Linked DNA regions of Mus musculus: regions 2, 3 and 4 are each linked to region 1. The links are chromatin contacts, called in public promoter capture Hi-C maps. All regions are on one chromosome and are shown on one strand. Each heading gives the region's core, a stretch centred on a gene start, on an enhancer-like site or on the middle of the called end of the contact. The rest is flanking DNA. Distances are from core to core; before and after follow the strand shown. Region 1 holds the start of Traf6 (TNF receptor-associated factor 6). Region 2 holds the start of Abtb2 (ankyrin repeat and BTB (POZ) domain containing 2). Region 3 holds the start of Apip (APAF1 interacting protein). Region 4 holds the start of Cd44 (CD44 antigen).

Region 1 (4,506 bases), core at 1,239-3,738:
ATCCCTTCAGCTCCAAGGGATCTGACACCTTCTTCTGGCTTTCGTGGGCTACACTCATGAGGCATACACAGACACACACAACCCTACACAAATAAACATAAATAAATCAATTAAAAGGATAAAGATTCTCTCCTTAATACTGCCAAGTTGGGGAACATCTTCAGGGTTTGGGGAAGAGCTCACTAAGTCCCGCCTTCCTCTGAGGTCTTATTGGCTGTCTTCATTAACGAGAAGAAGGAGGACTGAGCGGACACAGTTACAGAGGTAAGGACATAAGGTAAGAACAGTGTGTGTAGAAACATTATGCTCTGGGGAGTCCCTTTATGAGATGCTACAAAATTGAGATCCAAAGTCACTAAAATAAGTTCATATGTTTTGGTATAAATATTTTTCACAGCTTTTTAAAAAAGAGCTTATTTAGGTGGCTCTATCCATGAACAGAAGGGGCAGAATTCAAGTCTTTCTTTAATCTGGTCCTTCATGACTGCAGTTGTTTGGCCCTTACAACCTAGCAAGGCAGGCTTTAATGAAACGCCGTGGAGGTAACCATTACCAACCTCTCTCAACGACACAGTGCATTAATAAGAAAATCAGCCTTGTCAGAAGTCATGGCTTCTATCTACAGATCTCTATCTAGGTACAGTTTATAATTCAGAGACAATGCTGTCAAATGCCTTGCCTACACATTCTAAGTCAGCTGGAGTGCATATATAAATAACATATAATTCATAAATCAAAACTTCGTAGAAGAAAATACTGACAAGTTACCTTTAATTCTCTACTATAAAGAGCTCACTAGATGGGGCCCACCGATTGCCCTGTGACCTCCATAGGCGAGCCTATGTTAGAAGGCCTACACACACACACACACACACACACACACACACACACACAGAGTAAATAATTCTGTTAAAAAAAAATCAAACCCAAACTTTACTAACAGCAACCATTTACCAAATCCTTAAAAATCCATTCTTAAAATACAAAGATCCGAAAATGTGTTACAATGGTTAAGAAATAATACAAACATTCGATTGATGTAATTTACCTTTGAACTCAAATTCAAGGATCTTTTCCTTACTCGAAGATTGTTCGCATCTCTAAAACCCAAGAATTTTGGACCCTCTTTTATACAAGTCAAGTGACTAAAACTGATGAGGAGCAGATATCAAGTAAAACAGGGCTATAATACTGAAATAGTATATACAGGGCATCAAGGCTGAAACTCAAATATGATTCTTGTATCTATCATGTGGCTAAGCCACTGGTTCAAACACTTTCCTCGAGTCACATGACACCTCTTTACCCTCCATTTCAAAAACCAAAAAGAGCTCTCCCCACCCCGGCATCCTCAAAGGAGGTATGAAAGGCCAGCAGCTCAAGTCTCAAAGCCAATATAATACTTCGGCTGTGACAAATTGTTCTCGTTTCTAGACGTCTGTCACAGGCTAGCGGACTGCTCTCAGAAAACAAGCTAATCCTATACATCCAAGCGTTAGGTGCTTTCTGTTCACACACAAAGACAGTCTAAGTCTCATCCGGAGTTCCCCTGAAGCCAAATACTAGGAACAGCTTTAGCAACACGGCGTCTGGAACAATCGAGAGAGCGCAGGGGTGGGGAGGGGAACATTGGTGTCAGCGTACTTTTTTTTTTTTTAAACTTGCTGCTTAGGTTAGAACCGCTCTCGAATTTAAAAGGGCACACAAAAAGTTTTCCCCTGCACTCTGGGAGTTTGAAGGGATTTTCTCTTTTCTTCTTTTCTTTTCTTTTCTTTTCTTTTCTTTTCTTTTCTTTTCTTAATTTAAGCTGGAAGGGACGGGAAAACCCAGCAGGCGATTTCCTTCCCCGGACAGGGGAAAACACCAGGTGAGGAAGAGAGGGGCTGGGGAGAGGGATGCCGTGTGCCGGAAGGCGACAGAAACGCCAGGAGAGGCTCCTAAACCAGGGGCGGGTTCAGGACCTGTGGGGCTAGAGCAGGGGAGACCCGCAGTCCCGGGGAGGGCACAGAGGGCTCCTCCGGCTCGTGGGAGGACTGTGGGCGCATCCTGCACCTGTCAGGCGACAGGGACAGAGGTGGCTTTGTGCTGAGACAGGGGGTCCCAGGGCTACCCAGACGAGAGGGGGCAAGGGGGCGGAGTCCCGGACCCGAGGGAGGACGTGGAGATGGCCAGTCCTATCTGTGGGAAGCGAGGGCTCGCGGCGACAGGTCCCTGTCCCGTGGGGAACCGGGGGTGACTCTCCCGGGCCCGCGGCCGCCGGAACTCTAGTTCGAAGCCGCTCACTCACCGATCGTACACGCTGAGACTTCACAACCAACTGGGAAGGCTTCCCCGGGCTGCGCCGCGTCGCCTACATACACGGCACTCCGAGACCAAGTGGCTCCGACGCCAAACTCCCGGCTCGTGGGCCGCGGCTGCTGCGTCCGCCGACGGCCGGAGCCTCAGCCCCAGCCGCGGCCGCCGCTGCTTCCGCCTTCTCAGCTCGCTAGGAGCAGCAAGGGGAGGGGAGCGCGCCCCGGGACAAAGAGGCCCCGCGGGAGAGGCCGCCCCCTGTCTGTGGTCCTCCACGCTGAAGCCTTACCCCGCCCTTCCTCGCAAAGAAGTTTTCTCAATAGGCAGAACCTTACATTAATCACGTAGCCCTTCCTCGGACCAGTGCAAAACAGTCGTCTCATGCATGAAACATTTCTTCACAATTGCTGCCATCTGCATGATCCCATTCTCCAACATTGTCACGGGAGAGCTATTTTGAGTTCTCAGTTTAACTGGATGCAAATATCTACGGATTGTAACTGGCACAATGCAATAGATGCCCAAAAGATTTTCACCCTCATCTGAAAATTTGACTCATCTTCTCCATCTGATATGAAAGGTATTATTGTGTATTAAGGCTGTTAGGTAAGGTAAGTAGATACATGTAAATAAGTTATTTAAAATCATCTAGGAAATAATATGTGCAGTAAATATCAATAATACTATCTTTTGCTGACATCTTAGTAGAAGGATTCTTTCAAACATAAGAATCTAGTACAACTCAAACTCAATTCTTCCTCTATCCCCTTTAAAAAGTGCTTTGAAATGTTTAAGGCATGAAGAGTATAAAAAGCTACACCCAGGCTTCTGTGTGCTCATCACGCAGTTTAAGAAGTAGAAGGAAGCAAGTTGAATTGCAATACTCTGCGTATAGCTGTCCCCTCCACTTATATAAGTAAACTCCTGAGGTATGCAAAAAGGGATCATCTTACAAAGTCAGTGGTGGGTAAAGGACCAGTGAGATGTCTCAGCGGGTAAAGAAACATGACTTTAGTCCTGACGATATGCGCTGGAACTCCAGAACCTACACCGTAGAAGAGAACCTATTGCCAAAAGTTGTCCTCTGAACTACAAGTGCACACAATGGCATGCACATAATGCACATGTGTGCAAGTGCACGTACATACACATACACACACACACACATGCGCACACTACAAAAAAGAGAGAGAGAGAGGCACAGAGAAAAGAAAAGGCAGGGCATTGGATTTCCTTCATTTATTAGTGTGACCTCTGGAGCAAGTTAGTCACGTGACAGACATTACAAGCTTCCACTTCCTAAATCATAGAACAGGTTTACATCATGGGTGGTACCTTACACACTGTTGTCAAGGTGAACTAATAAAAAAAATTGATGTGGGAGAACTTAGCAAGAGGCTTTCAAAAAGATCAGGTGTTCTGTGTTTATTTCTTTTTGTTTTTGTTTGTTTGTTTGTTTGTTGGTTGGTTGGTTTTTTAACACAGGGTTTCTCTGTGTAGCCTTGGCTGTCCTGGAACTCACTTTGTAGACCAGGCTGGCCTCGAACTCAGAAATCCGCCTGCCTCTGCCTCCTAAGTGCTGGGATTAAAGGTGTGCACCACCACGCCCGGCTCTGTGTTCATTTCTTTAAACTGTTTTTCTGAATGTTCTTGGGGGGGACCTCATCCTAATTCTGCAAGTCCTATACACACCCTACTACTTTTTGTATAATAGAGAGTCTTGGGCATAGGGAACGTATACATCTCTGTCTGCTTGCAGTCAGGCAGGGCCATGAGAAAGTCAGGACTCGAGCTGTGATGGAGAAGGACTCCTGTCGTCTGATTCCATCCATGCTGCTGCCTATGTTTAATGACCATGTCAGTTCCTTTTGTAAAGCTGTAACCAAAATATGTGACAGGAGGAACTTAAGGAAGAAAACATTTAATCTTAGCTCCCAGTTTCAGACATATAAATCCACAGCAAAGAGTGTACAGCAGAGCAGAGGGTGAACAGCTCACAGGACAGAAGCCAGGAAGCAGAGGGTGGGGGAGGGAGGGAGGGGGAGAGGAAAAGACCAGAGCAAGACACTGAAGCTTCCCCATACTCACTACCGACCTTCTCAGTCCAGACCCACTTTTCAGAGTGTTATCCTTTCCCAGCAGTCAACTGATGCTCTAATTAATGGCATCTTTACCAACCTAAGTATTTCTCAATCAAGTTGATAGTCAAGATTA
Region 2 (4,506 bases), core at 1,338-3,837, 1.9 Mb before region 1:
TATGCAGAAAATGGGGACAGAAACCTAAACACACAGTTCACAGTTTCACACTGCCAATAGACACTGGCTAGTTTATAAAAGTGGTCATCATATACAGAGTGCTAAGTACAGTGACTATTACTGGTATTCTACATTTTATCGTTCTAAATTTTGCTATCCAGAGTATGTTAAGCCACATTGTTCTAAAGTTTAGCTACCATGAGTATGTTAAGCCACGTCTAATTTGACTTTTCTCCCTTTCCAGGATCCACCTGGTCTCCTCCATTACCTGCTTATTTGCCACTGAAAGCTGCACACAAAGTGACCCTTCCAATTGGACCATAAGGTTGGTCCATCTTAAATAATACATGGTGGCCACCCCTGAAGCTGGTGTCAGATAAGCAGTCTGCTGTTGAATGCATGTCGTGCTCTAAACTGCCATAGCAAACGGCAAGTGCTTTGTTTTCACCCTTGGCTCTGAAGCCTTGCAATGCCTTCAGTTGGGGTGCAGCTACCCAGTGCTTAGTTTTCTAGACTCCGCGCCGTGCAGCTGCCCATCCCCCACACTCCATTCCCATAATGCGGTTTACTGAGCCTGTCATCTTTCCTTTCAGGAAAGCCTAAAAGGTTGTGCATTTAATTTAACATGAGGTTTTAATCAAATGCTTACTTGGCTAATGACAGCTGGAAAATTCAGCCCCAGAAGCCAGCGTGTGGCTCTTTCTGGGAAGCAGACTCAAGAGTCTCTGGTTTCCCTCACCTCTGGGCACATAGTATTAAGAGCTGGGAGCTCTCCCTCCACCTCCTGTCAAGAGGCCTGACTATGAGCACCATTAAGCCCAGGGTGCAGCACCAGAAACTGGGCTCTCCATTCTAATCTACCCATCCCATTTATCCAAGGCTCAGGTGTTGAGAGTACAGACCCCTGGGCTGCTTGCTGCCACAGTGCTGAGACAACACCAGAAGAACCACAATCTACCTATGGTGAGGTGAAAATAGACTCCTAGAGATCCAACTAACAGGGAAAACCGTAGCAGGGCAGCAAGACTCACTTTAGAGGGTTCAGGAGTAGTTTGGTCCACGCACCCATTCTCACTCAATTAGTGTACAGTCAACAGAACACTAACCACAACTTTATCCTCAAAAGTTAGACACCTAAAACAACCTTTGACAAGATTTCCACTTAAGAATTCTCCCAGAATTCCGGTGGTTCACTTCACAGCTTGCTCCTAAGAAAATCCACTCCTGGGGTGGCCCACCCAGCCTGTAGGTCAAGGTTCCCTTCACCCACACCCCCCTCGTGCTTACCATTGGCGTTCTTGCCACAGATGAGATGCTCATAGGGTTGCAGGACTCCCCAGAGCTCGGCGTCGTTGTTGATGACCATCTCCAAGGCCTCAGCGGATACCTCTCCACCTCCTGCCCCTCCGCCATCTGGGCTCTGGCTCGCCAGCACCCTGGCCCGGATCTCCTCCACCAGGTTCTCCATGCAAGCCGTTAGCGAGATGGCCGCGTACTCATGGATGCGCACGGAGATGCGAGTGTCCACCATCCAACGGAAGAAGCGGCCCACGGAGAAAGTGAGGCCGCAGCGCGCCGACTTGCCGCGGCGCAGCCCATCCCCAGCGCTCATGCTGTAGAGGGACAACGCCTTGACCGCTGCCAGTGCGCAGCTCTCGGCCAGCGCCCAGCTGTGCACCAGGCGCACCGCACTCTGCACCTCGAAGCGGGTGCACTTAGCGTGCAGCACGCTAAGGCGCTGCGCCTCCCGGGCCACGCGGATGAGCGCCCGGCGGAGGAGTCCGGCCAAGCGTCTCACAGCCTCGGCGGAGAACGAGGGCAGCCTCCGGCCGCCGACGCTTTTGCGGAGCACCCGGGCCACGTCTCCCTCGGTCCAAGGGAACTCCTCCAGCTCCGGGAGCCGCGGGCAGCGGGAGAAGAGGTCGGCCACTTCGGGATCCTCGGGCAGCACTGTGTTCACCGTGTCCCAGCTGTTGTGGCGGCTGTTCATGGAGCCGGAGTAGCACCACCAGGCCGCCCCGCGGTGCTGCTGCGCCGAAGAGTTGAGCGCCTGCGAGTTGGACTTGGAAGACGAAAGGCTGAGCGAGCGGCAGGAGTCGCCGGCCCCATACCCGGAGTCCAAGGTCAAGTCCTCCAGAGTCTTCAATGTGGAGCTGTATGTCCCGGCCATGGGGGAGCCTCCGCGCGCGGCCTCGCCGAGCGAGGGGCTCTCACTGTTCCATGCCCACTTGCCCCGGGGGAAGGGGGCGGAAACCAGCTCTAGGCTCTCGGAGGCGCCCTCCGTGCTCGCCGCGCCGCGCCTCGGGGCCGCAGCATCGCCCGCGCACAGGCCGCGGGAAGGTAGGCGAAGCTCTCAGCCGGCCGGAGCCCGACGCCGTCCGCGTTCAGTCGCGCCGCTGTCAGCGAACGGACTTCCCAGCCCTCCTCCTCTGAACTCGCGCCGCCAGCTCTCAGCTTCCCTTACAGAGCGTCCGGAGAGTCCATCACCACAGAAAGAATCCCGAGAAAACGGGGCGGCCACCGAAGAGCGAGGCGCCCGAGGTCCGTCTGGGACCAGCCGCTGAGAAAGCGCTCCACAAACTTCTACGGGGCGCGGGTTACAGACACAGATAGGTCCTCTGGAGCGGCCCGCATGCAAATACACCCGGGCGGTTCACCAATCATCAGCCACGCCGGGCAAGGGCTATGCCAATGGTTTCCGAGAGGGGCGGGAAATATGCAAATCACCGAGAATGGGGTGTAGCGGGTGGGTATGGCTGAGGGGGTTGGGTGGGGAGAACAAGCGAGCGAGCTGGCAAGGAGGTGGGGCGCAGAGACCCAGAAAGCCGGGGGAACCCGAAAACAGGCCCCAGCGCTGAGGATTAAAAGATAAACGAAAAGGAAAAGCCCCTATGTGCTGTCCCTTTCCCGCCTTCTATGCTTTAGACTTAGGCAGGCAGCTCCTTGTAAAGCTGTGAGCACCCAGCCCAGGGCAGTAGGAAAAGAAAACTGGGAGGAGACCCGACTCACCTTTCTTGTCGACTTTCTACCAAGCCCCTCCTCCTTCTCTTTTGAGAAATGAAAAGCTATTTATGTTTGGAGGGCAGGGGAGCACCTCTGCTTCTCTTCTCAGATCTATCTAGTTTTGTTTATATTGACTTTAGGCTCCAATCGAAACAGACTATCTTAAACTGGGACCTGAAAATAGCCCGGCACTCAGAGGCCTGTGATCACACCCCTGTATCCACTGTTACAGTCCACTGTTTTCCAAGGATTATCTAGGAGGTGGGAGTCCAAACCTAAAGAATGAACGGCTTTCCTCCTACCGGTGTACTATCAGGCGGATCCTTTTTGTCCAAGGTGGGAGGGAGTGCCTGCAAGGAACCAGATGAAAAACGAGGACCTGCGCTGAACACCTCGTGCATGCAGGTGTTCCCTTTTAAGGACTTGCTGGCATGATGTGCGGGTCCGCAGGTCTTCTTCCCCCTCGGGACTCGGTGCCTCCTGGGTACAGTGAATTGCTGTCCTTCCAGTAGCGCCCAGGTGCACCCCAAGCGGCTCGCTAGAGAGCTACTGATTGCATAGATCCACGCCCAGCTCTCGGAGGACCAGCTGCTCCTCCATAACTATTCACACGCACGTGCACAAGCGTGCACCAGCCCCCCTCCAGCAGGACTGCAAAATCAAAGCGCGGATTGTGCACAACGTTCGTCCCAAGTCCTCTTCGCCAGCTCCTGAATAGCTCCTTTGTGCTGTACTTTACAGTTCTGACCTTGGGCCGTGAGTTGGATACGAACTAGAAAAGTCTGGTTTGTCTCTTTCCTTAAATTAATGATCCCTTTCCCCATAAAGCGATTTTTTATTTGGCAGTTTTACTTAATTTTTTCCTTTCCTGGGGTACATGAGACGTTGCCTCCTGATGCCATAGAATTGGAAACAGAGTCAAGGACGGAAGTACTGTGCAAGGCATAAGTCATCAAATTAACAGAGTCACATTTTATAGAGGCGAAATTAGAAGTTAAATTAGAGGTTCAACTTGTCAGAAAACACGAAAAACCGTTTGATGGATTTAATACCCATTATGAGAAATATAATAAAGGAAATATCGTCCTCTAGTGGATATCCAGAGGAAGTAATTTTTTTTTTTCTTTGTTCATTTTCTTCAAAAGGCTGACTGGGAAGGTACATTAACTAAAAAGGTGATTTGGAGTGCTTCTTACACAAAATATGGGATATTTGTATTGGTGTATTTAAATCACATGATGACTTAAAATGTAAAGATAAACATGCCCAATTTGGATATAGATGTGGTTATTCATATCTGTAACCTCAGGACCGAGGAGATAAGCAGGAGGGCTGACTTGAAGCCAGCCTGGGTTTTGACAAAACCCCAAAAAGAGGATAAAAAGAGAAACACACCAAGAATGAAATCCCGGACTTTCATGGGTGTTAAACTGCCCCACAAGGGTCCTAGACAAATAACTGGATTTCTTTAAGAGATAGCAAGAAAATCGAGGGAAGAAAGAG
Region 3 (4,506 bases), core at 1,284-3,783, 1.4 Mb before region 1:
CAATACGGCTATAAACCCCTACTCTTTTACTTTGAAATTATACTGTAGATGGAAAGAGTATTGAAGCTGCCTCTGCCTCCAGGTCCTAGTTGCTGGCAGATGCCCTGCAGTGACTGCTATAGTGAAATGACAAGCAGGCTGCTGTGATTCTATAGTCATAAAGGCACAAATGTTTTCCCTTTCCTCAGTCCAGGGACCCAGAGGCAAACTGACTACAAACACCTACGACTCATGAACTACATGGGCCTCCTATCTGTGTTTCTCAGAAACCTGCAAGAGGGGGAAGAATCCTGCTGTGTCTTCTGGAACTTACCTTTGTTCAAAATCCTTGCTGTGCTCTGTGTGTTGTTAATAACTTAATACTAATCTCTAACACATAGGGCAAACTGAGTCAGACCGAACCAAATCGAACTTTCGTCACTATAAATAGAACGCCATGATACATGAGGCAAAATTAAAAAAAATCAAAAGCCAGCAAACAAGCAAGCCTTCCCGGGTTTTCCCCCAAGGCATGGTTTTCTAAGGAACAAGAGACATGTTCTTGTAAGTTATACAATACCATATACCATATACCATATACCATATACCATATACCATAGCGCTCTGCTCAATAAACACTGGGTGCACTAAGACCGTATTTCTTACATTAAGAAAAGGCTAATATCAAACGGTTCAAACTGATATCTTGTGGACTGTGCTGGGTTGTTTTGTTCACTGTTGGGGAAGCCTTCCAATCAGGTAACACATAGTTAAGTCTTAAAGGATACATATACGTTAACAAAAAAAAAAAAAGTAGTAAGGGGTTCACGTTGGCTAGTTTTATGTCAACTGGGCACAAGCTGTGGTCATCTGAGAGGCAGAAACTTCGGTTGAAAAAAAATGCCTCCATGAGATGGGCTGAAGGCATGCCTATAGAGGAGTTTCACAGTGATTGATGAGGGAGGACTCTGCTCGTTGTAAGTGGTGCCACCCTGAACTGGTGGTCCTGAGTTCAGGCTGAGCAAGCCAGAGGGAGCAAGCCAGTAAGCAGCACCCCTCTATGCATCTGTATCAGTTCCTGCCTCCAGGTTCCTGCTCGCCTGTACTCCTGTCCGGACTTCCTTCTATGATGAGCAGTGAAGTAGAAGTAGAAGCAACATAAACCCTTTCCTCCCCAAGTTGCTTTCTTTGGTCATGGTGTTTCACCACAGCAATAGTGACCCCCCACCCCCCAACACAGACCAAAGTCGTTTATTTGATCTGCACAACACTTAGAACTCAAGCCAACATTTTTGAATCAGGAAATTTCACACAGAATATGACTTTCTAAGTGTCCCTCAAAAAAGCAGAATTTGACACTGCGTCTATACCTCCAAACAGCAAGAAGAGGCTAGAGACATGTAATGAGATCTCTAGTTGAGGTATATGGTGGTCCTAGAGTTTTCTTTGTGGTTTCCTCAAAATATGGGCCAATCTAAAATGCTAGGTATTCAAAAGTCTTTGACAAATCACCATCTGAAACCACCCACTTCTCCTTCTATACTTGAAAAACATCTTCAGCTTCTTTTTTGTATGTGGCTATTTTCTGTCTTGATAAATTCAATCACAGCTCTTGAATCACAGGTTATTTTGCTGATCTGGCACAACACTTAGTATGAAAAAAAAATCTGTATTTCTATGATGACCGTCACCAAGATTTACTAATAAGGGATGACAAACATGTCTGCTATCAATGCACCTTGATTCTGATACATTGCTTCTACTTTCCTCGTTCTCCATATATAGGGATGGCCACCAGGGACCTGTGTCCTATATGCAAAATCTCCCTTTCAGTCGTGCCTAATTTCAAGGTTTATAAAGAATTTGTGAAAAGCCACTTATTCCAAGACAATAATAGTTCAGATGCTCTGCATTAAATATTTCCTGTTTTATTTTAAATTGAGACCCCTTGGCTAGACGAAAGGTTAGTAAAGATATAATTTTGTGGACTTCCCCTGAGTCTTCTGCAGGGCTTATCAGTTAGTATCGAAGCTGTTTATTCTTCTAGTTCGCTAGTTCACCATTTTCTTAGCACTAGAAGGCATTTCATAAGCCTGCGTCCTGTTTAACTGAAAGAAAACCCATGTTGCCCCAGGGCCCATTTTCCTTAAAGAAGAATCATTTCCAAGAGCTCCCACCTCATAACGTCAAGTAAGATAGGCAAGGACAACTGCCCAAAAGAGTGCCCTTTGGGGTGCCTGACAATTCCGGTAGAGCAGTCCTACTAGCACAGAGGGGCCTCTGACTTTCGCGGACTGGGTTAGGAATTAGCCGCCTAGAGCTCCTGGCCGAAGCCCCACCCCGCGGCCCGTGACCCCACCTCGCCTGCTGTAGACCGCCGTCCTTACCTGCGCGCCACACGGCCGCGAGCAACAGTCTCCTTGAGCTTGACAGCCAGACATGGTTCTGACTCTGCTCCGTTATCTGTCCCGCGCTCGTTCCAAGTCTGAGCGGCCGGCAGAACGCTATTAGGCGACAGAGCGGGCAGCCTGGGGGCGGAGCAAGAGTGAGAGGCGGAGTCTGAGGGGGACCTCGTCCCTTTGGAGAATCTGCGGCGGCGCAAACCGGCCGGTGGGCGTGCCCGTGAAGGTTGGAGGCGGTGTTAGAAGGACTAGTCCTCCAGTCCAAGGCGGGGAGCGTGCGCTGTGGGCGGGGCCAGCCCATGCAAGGCGGGGCCTGGACGGGCCTTGAGGCCGCCAATCTAGTTGACTTGCGAGCTTTCCCGGAGAAAGCCGGGAAGATGGCGGCCTCCTGGAGGCTTCACTGTAACCAGCCGCTGCTTCGGTACCTTCTGGGATTTAGCAGCCGTCGAAGCCTGGGACTGGCTCAGGGTGCTGCTGCTTGGCCTGTCGACCGTGGAGCAAGTTGGAGGTGGTTTCACAGTACTCAGCTGCTGCAGGGTGAGTGGCTTGCGCTCGCTCCACTTCTCTCTTTAGCTGAGCAATGGGGCCTGGGTCAGGGGCTTTCTTGATTGGGGACACGGTTTGTGAGGTTAAGTGCGGACTCTTCCTGTTCCTTTCAACCTCCCCCAGAAACGGGCCTGCTGACTTAGCCTATGGCATGCGGCAAAAGAACTGTCTTCAGACTTGGGAGAGCATGGTTCCGTCCTTGGCCTGCCTTCAGGGCTACATGGCTTCTCTGTGACCTTGCTTTAGAATTTGAGAAATTTCGATGTCACCTAGGGAGGGTCTGTTTTAAATCCCTCTATTTTAGACCCTTATCAATCACATGTCAAATTTCTTTAATTTTACCATTCCTCTCTAATGTAATATAGCTGCCCATACATTCAAAGCCACTATTACCCATACTGATTCATTCAAAGGACCTGTCCCTATTGGAAAACTTTAAATCTTACTGCACTTAATGTATGCAGCATACAAGACTTAACTTAGAAAATACAGAATCACAGACATTGCTAGAATGTTTCAAGTAAAATATGTGGCATGAAATTCATACAGCCTATTACATAAAATTGTTCTTAAGCAGTGATATTGAACTCGGAGATATACCCACTGTCCTTCCGTTATTTAACATACAGCATATAAAATGGCAGACCTGGCATTATTCTTCCTTACGTGTATGAATATGGGCTGGGGGTTAGGATGGGGGCACAGAAAACAGTTTTAGAAACCATTAGACATTTAAGTAATCATTCTTACCACCACCTGGTACAGTAGGCCTAGCCCACACTTTCTGAGCTGTCTGAGGCCACAAAACAAAACAAAAAAAAAGAAAAAGAAAAACAATAAAATCCGTGTGCTGAGATTTCTAAAGAGGGGCTAATAGGGACAATTTACCTAAGTCATTTTTGGAGTAATGTTTAATAAATACTTCCTGGATATTGTCTTTAACTGTATAGTATATAATATTTTCTCTGCCTGGTCCTCATTTGTTAAAACTGAACTTGCCTACACTTAGCAGAAACTCTGACTCAGGAATCTGCACCTTATACTGTTGTGAGTTTAATGGAGCACACTTTTGAGACTCCCTGCCTCAAAACATCGAGGAATATGAAAGCTTAGATTGGGAAAAATACCTGTGAAATGGCCTATCCTTGCTTGTGAGGTCTTTTTGAGAGTGTGAATTTCCTAAACTCTGTTTAAAAAGGAAAGAGTGTGTGTTCTTAGACACAAAAAATGAGTAGTTTCCAAGATTTTTCTTAGAGTCAGCTGCTTCTGCCTTTAGAAATTCACATGGATAGTTTTCATCTGCTAAGTCTTGGCATTTTACCTGGACTTATCCTCTACCTCCGGGTAGATACCTTGAACACCTTGTCTGTCGGCATCATTTGTAGGAAGATGGTGCTGAATCCCAAGGCAAACTGAGTAGTTTTATTATCACTACCCACTATCCACTTAAAGTACACATTCATTGTCTTAAAGCTTTTGGGGTCAGAAGTATAAAATGAATCTCACTAGGCTAAAGTCAAGGCGTCTAGCCAGGATTGTCTTCTTTGGAGGTTCTAGTAGGCAATCTGTTTCCTTGTTT
Region 4 (4,506 bases), core at 883-3,382, 1.2 Mb before region 1:
TATTGTGACTTCTTTCCTCGGACTGCAGGACTGGTGGCATCCTAAACACACACACACACACACACACATACACACACATACACACACACACACAGAAAGAGACAGAGACAGACAGAGACAGAGACAGACAGAGACAGACAGAGATAGAGACAGACAGAGACAGACAGACAGAGACAGACAGAGACAGACAGACAGAGACAGACAGACAGAGACAGACAGAGACAGACAGAGACAGACAGAGACAGACAGACAGAGACAGACAGAGACAGACAGAGACAGACAGAGACAGACAGAGAGACAGACAGACACAGAGACAGACAGAGACAGACAGACAGAGACAGACAGAGACAGACAGAGACAGACAGAGACAGACAGAGACAGACAGAGATCCTTCTCAGCAGATCACTTTCAGAAAACCCAAGCTTCATATGCAACCTTCAGAAGATGAATTCCCTTATGTAAAATGGCTCAGTATTTACATATAACCCACACATATTCTTCTAATCGCTGCTGCATATTTGTAGTACCTAACAAAGTGGAATGTCGTGTATTATATATGTGATACATAGCAGTTAAGTTGTGTGGTTCACAAAATAGTCAAAAGCAAAAAGCTTGTAGATACTCGGAACAAATGCAATTCTTACGAATACTTTTAGTCTATACACAGAAAAAGCTGGCTGAAAAATAAAATGATTATTTTTAATCATTTTAACAGTTATTAATTGTGTGTATGTGGCAGGCCTGTGACAGGTAGAGGACAACTTGCCTAAGGCACCATGTGGGTTCCAAGGATCTAACTTGTCCCATGCTTGGCAGCAAGCACTTTATCACTGTGCCATCTTCCCAGTCCTAGCTGTAGTTTGCAGTATATTTTATACTGCAGCAGCCACTGGCTTGTGTGGGAGCTAGTGCCTAGACCAAACCAGGATTGCTTCTCTTGAAACCCTCTGGCACTCATTACGTGCTTGATGAATAAATGGATGGACAGGTGGCTGTGTACATTTCTCTCACTTTCTCAGTTTCTTTCAGTAAATCCCAAAATATCATTTTCCTTCAGAAATTCTGGCATGATTCATTCCGGGTCCTGCCCTGGCCATGCCTTCTGTGTTTCTCATTCAGCAAGAAGTCCACTCAGATTTAGTTCACATTAAAAATAAACAGAGCTTTTGATATCCAAATTGCAACTTGCAGGGTATTAGAGAAGATAGGGAATTGCAATTTTACATACGATTTTCCCCGATTTTCAGCCTTGAGATTTCTCCCTTGAAGACTATGGCAAATGTGCATCCCTCTTTGAAATGTATCAAGATGTAAAGGGGAATTTGAATGTATTAAAGTTTGCAGCAAAGAGAATATAAAATGTAAACAAGAAAGAACAGTTAAATGTGTGAGTGGATATGGGGATGGGTAGAATGAGAGACGGGAACCATGTATGTGCGTCGGGATGGATAGGAAATATGATGAACAGATATGAGCTGAGGAGGGGTGTGAAAAGGATTGAAAAGTTGTGCAGGTGGGCGAATACAAGAATTGGTGGGCAGGTGTAGTATGGCTAGATTAGTGCATTTGCAGAAGGAAGATGGGTGGACAGAGGAATGGATGGGTGGATTGTGAGTCCGAGAAGGATTTAAGAAATTGGTAGATATTTTGAGAGCATGAATGAAATGTGTTGAGCACCCTTGGGTTTTCCCCGGATCAAAGATCAGATGAGCGGTTTGGACTTCTCTCAGAGGGAAAGAGGAAAGAACACTCCCACAAGTTCCCCACTTTTCAGTCCCCACCCTGGCCAGGAAAGCACTCTCCACTAGGATGGATCTCTCCCTCTCCCTCTCTCTCTCTCTCTCTCTCTCTCTCTCTCTCTCTCCCTTCAGCCTCTTTCTTTCTTCAGTTCCTCCCTAAGATAAGTCCAGCTTCCTCAGCTTCCTGGGAAAACCAGTCTTTCCCTAGCCAGGTTCCCAAGTTTAGTGGCAAAGGAGAAACTGGAAGATTTAACTGAGAGGGGCGAGGTCTTAGAACTCAGTCATTCTCCTTGTCCCAGGCAGCGCTTCTCATAGGCTGGTAGGCTGGGCCAGGGTAGGAAGCCTGTGGAGTGGCCCTGGAGAACGTGGGCGCACGGGGGCTGGGGGGGGGAGGGGGGCGGCCATTCTCTTCTGTCCAAGAGAGCAGGGCAGGAGTGCAGGGGCAGTAGCGAAAGCAGGCTGGTGTGTCTTTAAACTTCCGTTGGCTGCTTAGTCACAGCCCCCTCGCTTTGGGTGTGTCCTTCGCGCGCTCCCTCCCTCTTAGGTCACTCACTCTTTCAAAGCCTGGAATAAAAACCACAGCCAACTTCCGAAGCGGTCTCATTGCCCAGCAGCCCCCAGCCAGTGACAGGTTCCATTCACCCTCGTTGCCCTTCTCCCCACGACCCTTTTCCAGAGGCGACTAGATCCCTCCGTTTCATCCAGCACGCCATGGACAAGTTTTGGTGGCACACAGCTTGGGGACTTTGCCTCTTGCAGTTGAGCCTGGCACATCCACATCAGCAGATCGGTGAGTGGCCCGCCACCGCGCCTGAGGACTCCAGCTGGATGCCTCTGGGTTGAATCGCCCTGGGGAGGGACTGTAGTGAATTGGGCTAGCAAAGCAAAGCTGGGATTTGGGGCTATGCTATTGGAAAGAGTTTACGCCTGGGAAGTGCTGCTTTGGTGAAAGGAAAAGAGAAAGGGAGAAGAAAGTTTGCTGGGCAAGTTGCCCGCAGATTTTGGGCGAGGTCCCCATGCTTGCTGGAGCACATGGCTCAAAAGTAACTGTACTCTTGGATGCCCGCAGCCTCTGTCCCGACTAACAGGCTCTGGTGCTCAAGGGCTCCCCAAGCCTGGCTAACTGTGGCTAGGCAGGTAGAGGCAGACACTGGAACAGACCTGTAGAGCACTCCCCAAGGTGTGCACATAGCTACAGGCCAGAGATTGGGCAATGAGCTTTTCAGAAAGGAGCCTTGAAAAGCTGAAGACAGTGGGTCCCAGCTTTGACTAGTTTTCGGGGCTCTTAAAGTCAGCTTTGGTCACCAACGGCTTTATTTTAGCTTGTGGGAGTTTGAACTGGTTTGTGTGAGGCTCTGAGTGGCCTAAAGGTTCCAACATGGACCAAGGAGGACACATAACCGGAGCAATAATTCGACCAGCCGCGCAGTGCTTGCAGTCTAGGCAAAGTCAAACAGCAACAGGGTTCATATTTGCTGCCTGGCAGCCTCAGAGCAGGAGGGGACCTGTATCAGGGTAACCTGTGAACTTTAGCGCAGTCCCTAATATCCCATCTAAATGTGGTTGGTGACTTTGGTGGCTGTGGAGAGGAGGAGCTTGGGCCAAATATCCAGTATGGCTCATTTTCAAGCGTCCCCCCTCCTTTATCTATATATGAACAGATAATTCCACGAAGGCTTTGGTTATCATCAGCATAGTTAAATTTTCTTTGAAGAAGTGCCAGCTAGGTCATTAAGTCAGCTCAGACTTCAGTGAGTTCCTCTCAACAAGAATTACTAAATCCAGTTCTGGGGGTAAGGGGTGCCAAACTGGGTTTTTTTTTCTTTTTAGACATGGTACGTTGGGATTAGAAAATCGCACCTCCATTGTTGAATGTTAAATTTTGAATGCTGATGCAGAAGTAATGCAAATAATAATTGCAGTAGGACACTATTGGCCATTTGTGTGTGTGTTCTTTGCTGTGCTATGTTAGGTAATTCACATAAGCTATCTCATTTTATCCTCATGGTGATTTGGTGACAAATGCTCCCCCCAACACCTTACCAGTAGGGAAACAGAGGCTCAGAGAGGTTAGGTGACTTCCCCTAGTCACACAGCAAGGAGTGGGGCTGGGTGTGAACTTGGGTTCATTAAGTTCCCTAGCTTAGACTGCCATGGGATATCTAAAAGCAAGTGCTAGACAAAGTTGAAAAGACCTTCAGGGACAGTAACAGTCTAGCCAGCAGAGGCTGCAGTGGAGGCTCCCATAGGGAGCCAGAGCTCCTAGGATCCATTGGAAGGCAGAAACATTCAGGATGGATGAGGGAAGGACAGAGAGAGCCTGGACCTGACCTCAGAGGACAGGAGGAAGGTTGGCACACTGCTCCCACCTTTGTTGGGGCTGAGGAGCCGAACTCCCACATTTTCCTGGCCTGTCTCCCGGCTATTCTAAAAGGTCTACTCCCAGATACCTGTTGCCCTTCCAACCCCCCCTGGAGTCAGGTTCTGAGGCCAGCAGGCTCTCTTCTGCCTTGGGGTTTCTACCTTCTTGTTGTACAGTGTGGCTCCAGGACAAGTAGAGCTGGTGCCAGTAGCAGCAGCTCCATGGACCCTGGCTTTCACGCCCTTGTAAAGCCGATGAAGGAACTGAGACTCTGAAATGAGATGTGACTTAGCACAGGATGTGTGTGAAAGAGAAAGGGGAGGGAGAAGAGAGGCATCATGGTTGCCCCATTCTGGGAGTGACTGGTTTGGGAAGATGATGAGGAAGCACTGAGACCAGCAAAGT

The links. Promoter capture Hi-C pulls out the DNA fragments that hold promoters and counts their contacts. Capture Hi-C pulls out chosen DNA fragments and counts their contacts.
Region 2: a contact with region 1 is called in a promoter capture Hi-C map of liver, with 4 times the contacts expected there. The contact joins the promoter of Abtb2 here to the promoter of Traf6 in region 1. A contact is called at or near these places in 1 of 39 promoter capture datasets (pre-B cells) and 1 of 9 other capture datasets (liver).
Region 3: a contact with region 1 is called in a promoter capture Hi-C map of pre-B cells, with 13 times the contacts expected there. The contact joins the promoter of Apip here to the promoter of Traf6 in region 1. A contact is called at or near these places in 7 of 39 promoter capture datasets (the 3T3-L1 cell line, the HPC-7 cell line, embryonic stem cells and 4 more), 11 of 484 Hi-C or Micro-C datasets (CD4 T cells, the N1E-115 cell line, cerebellar granule neurons and 6 more), 3 of 115 datasets of contacts at active chromatin or transcription factors (fibro-adipogenic progenitors, forebrain and large pre-B cells) and 2 of 9 other capture datasets (adipose tissue and liver).
Region 4: a promoter capture Hi-C map of embryonic stem cells shows a contact between it and region 1, with 9 times the contacts expected there. The contact joins the promoter of Cd44 here to the promoter of Traf6 in region 1. A contact is called at or near these places in 1 of 39 promoter capture datasets (embryonic stem cells) and 1 of 115 datasets of contacts at active chromatin or transcription factors (large pre-B cells).

What each region holds. Positions count from the first base shown.
Region 1 is chr2:101,676,402-101,680,907 of GRCm38.p6, reverse strand. Traf6 (TNF receptor-associated factor 6) reads right to left here and starts at 2,488. Exons shown (of 7, transcript NM_001303273.1): 1 at 2,288-2,488.
Region 2 is chr2:103,564,391-103,568,896 of GRCm38.p6, reverse strand. It overlaps Abtb2 (ankyrin repeat and BTB (POZ) domain containing 2), which reads right to left and starts at 2,587. Exons shown (of 17, transcript NM_178890.3): 1 at 1,288-2,587. The coding sequence starts at 2,170.
Region 3 is chr2:103,071,702-103,076,207 of GRCm38.p6, reverse strand. It overlaps Apip (APAF1 interacting protein), which reads right to left and starts at 2,533. Exons shown (of 7, transcript NM_019735.4): 1 at 2,367-2,533. The coding sequence starts at 2,420. It overlaps Pdhx (pyruvate dehydrogenase complex, component X), which reads left to right and starts at 2,695. Exons shown (of 11, transcript NM_175094.5): 1 at 2,695-2,918. The coding sequence starts at 2,759.
Region 4 is chr2:102,899,291-102,903,796 of GRCm38.p6, reverse strand. Cd44 (CD44 antigen) reads left to right here and starts at 2,132. Exons shown (of 9, transcript NM_001039151.1): 1 at 2,132-2,529. The coding sequence starts at 2,451.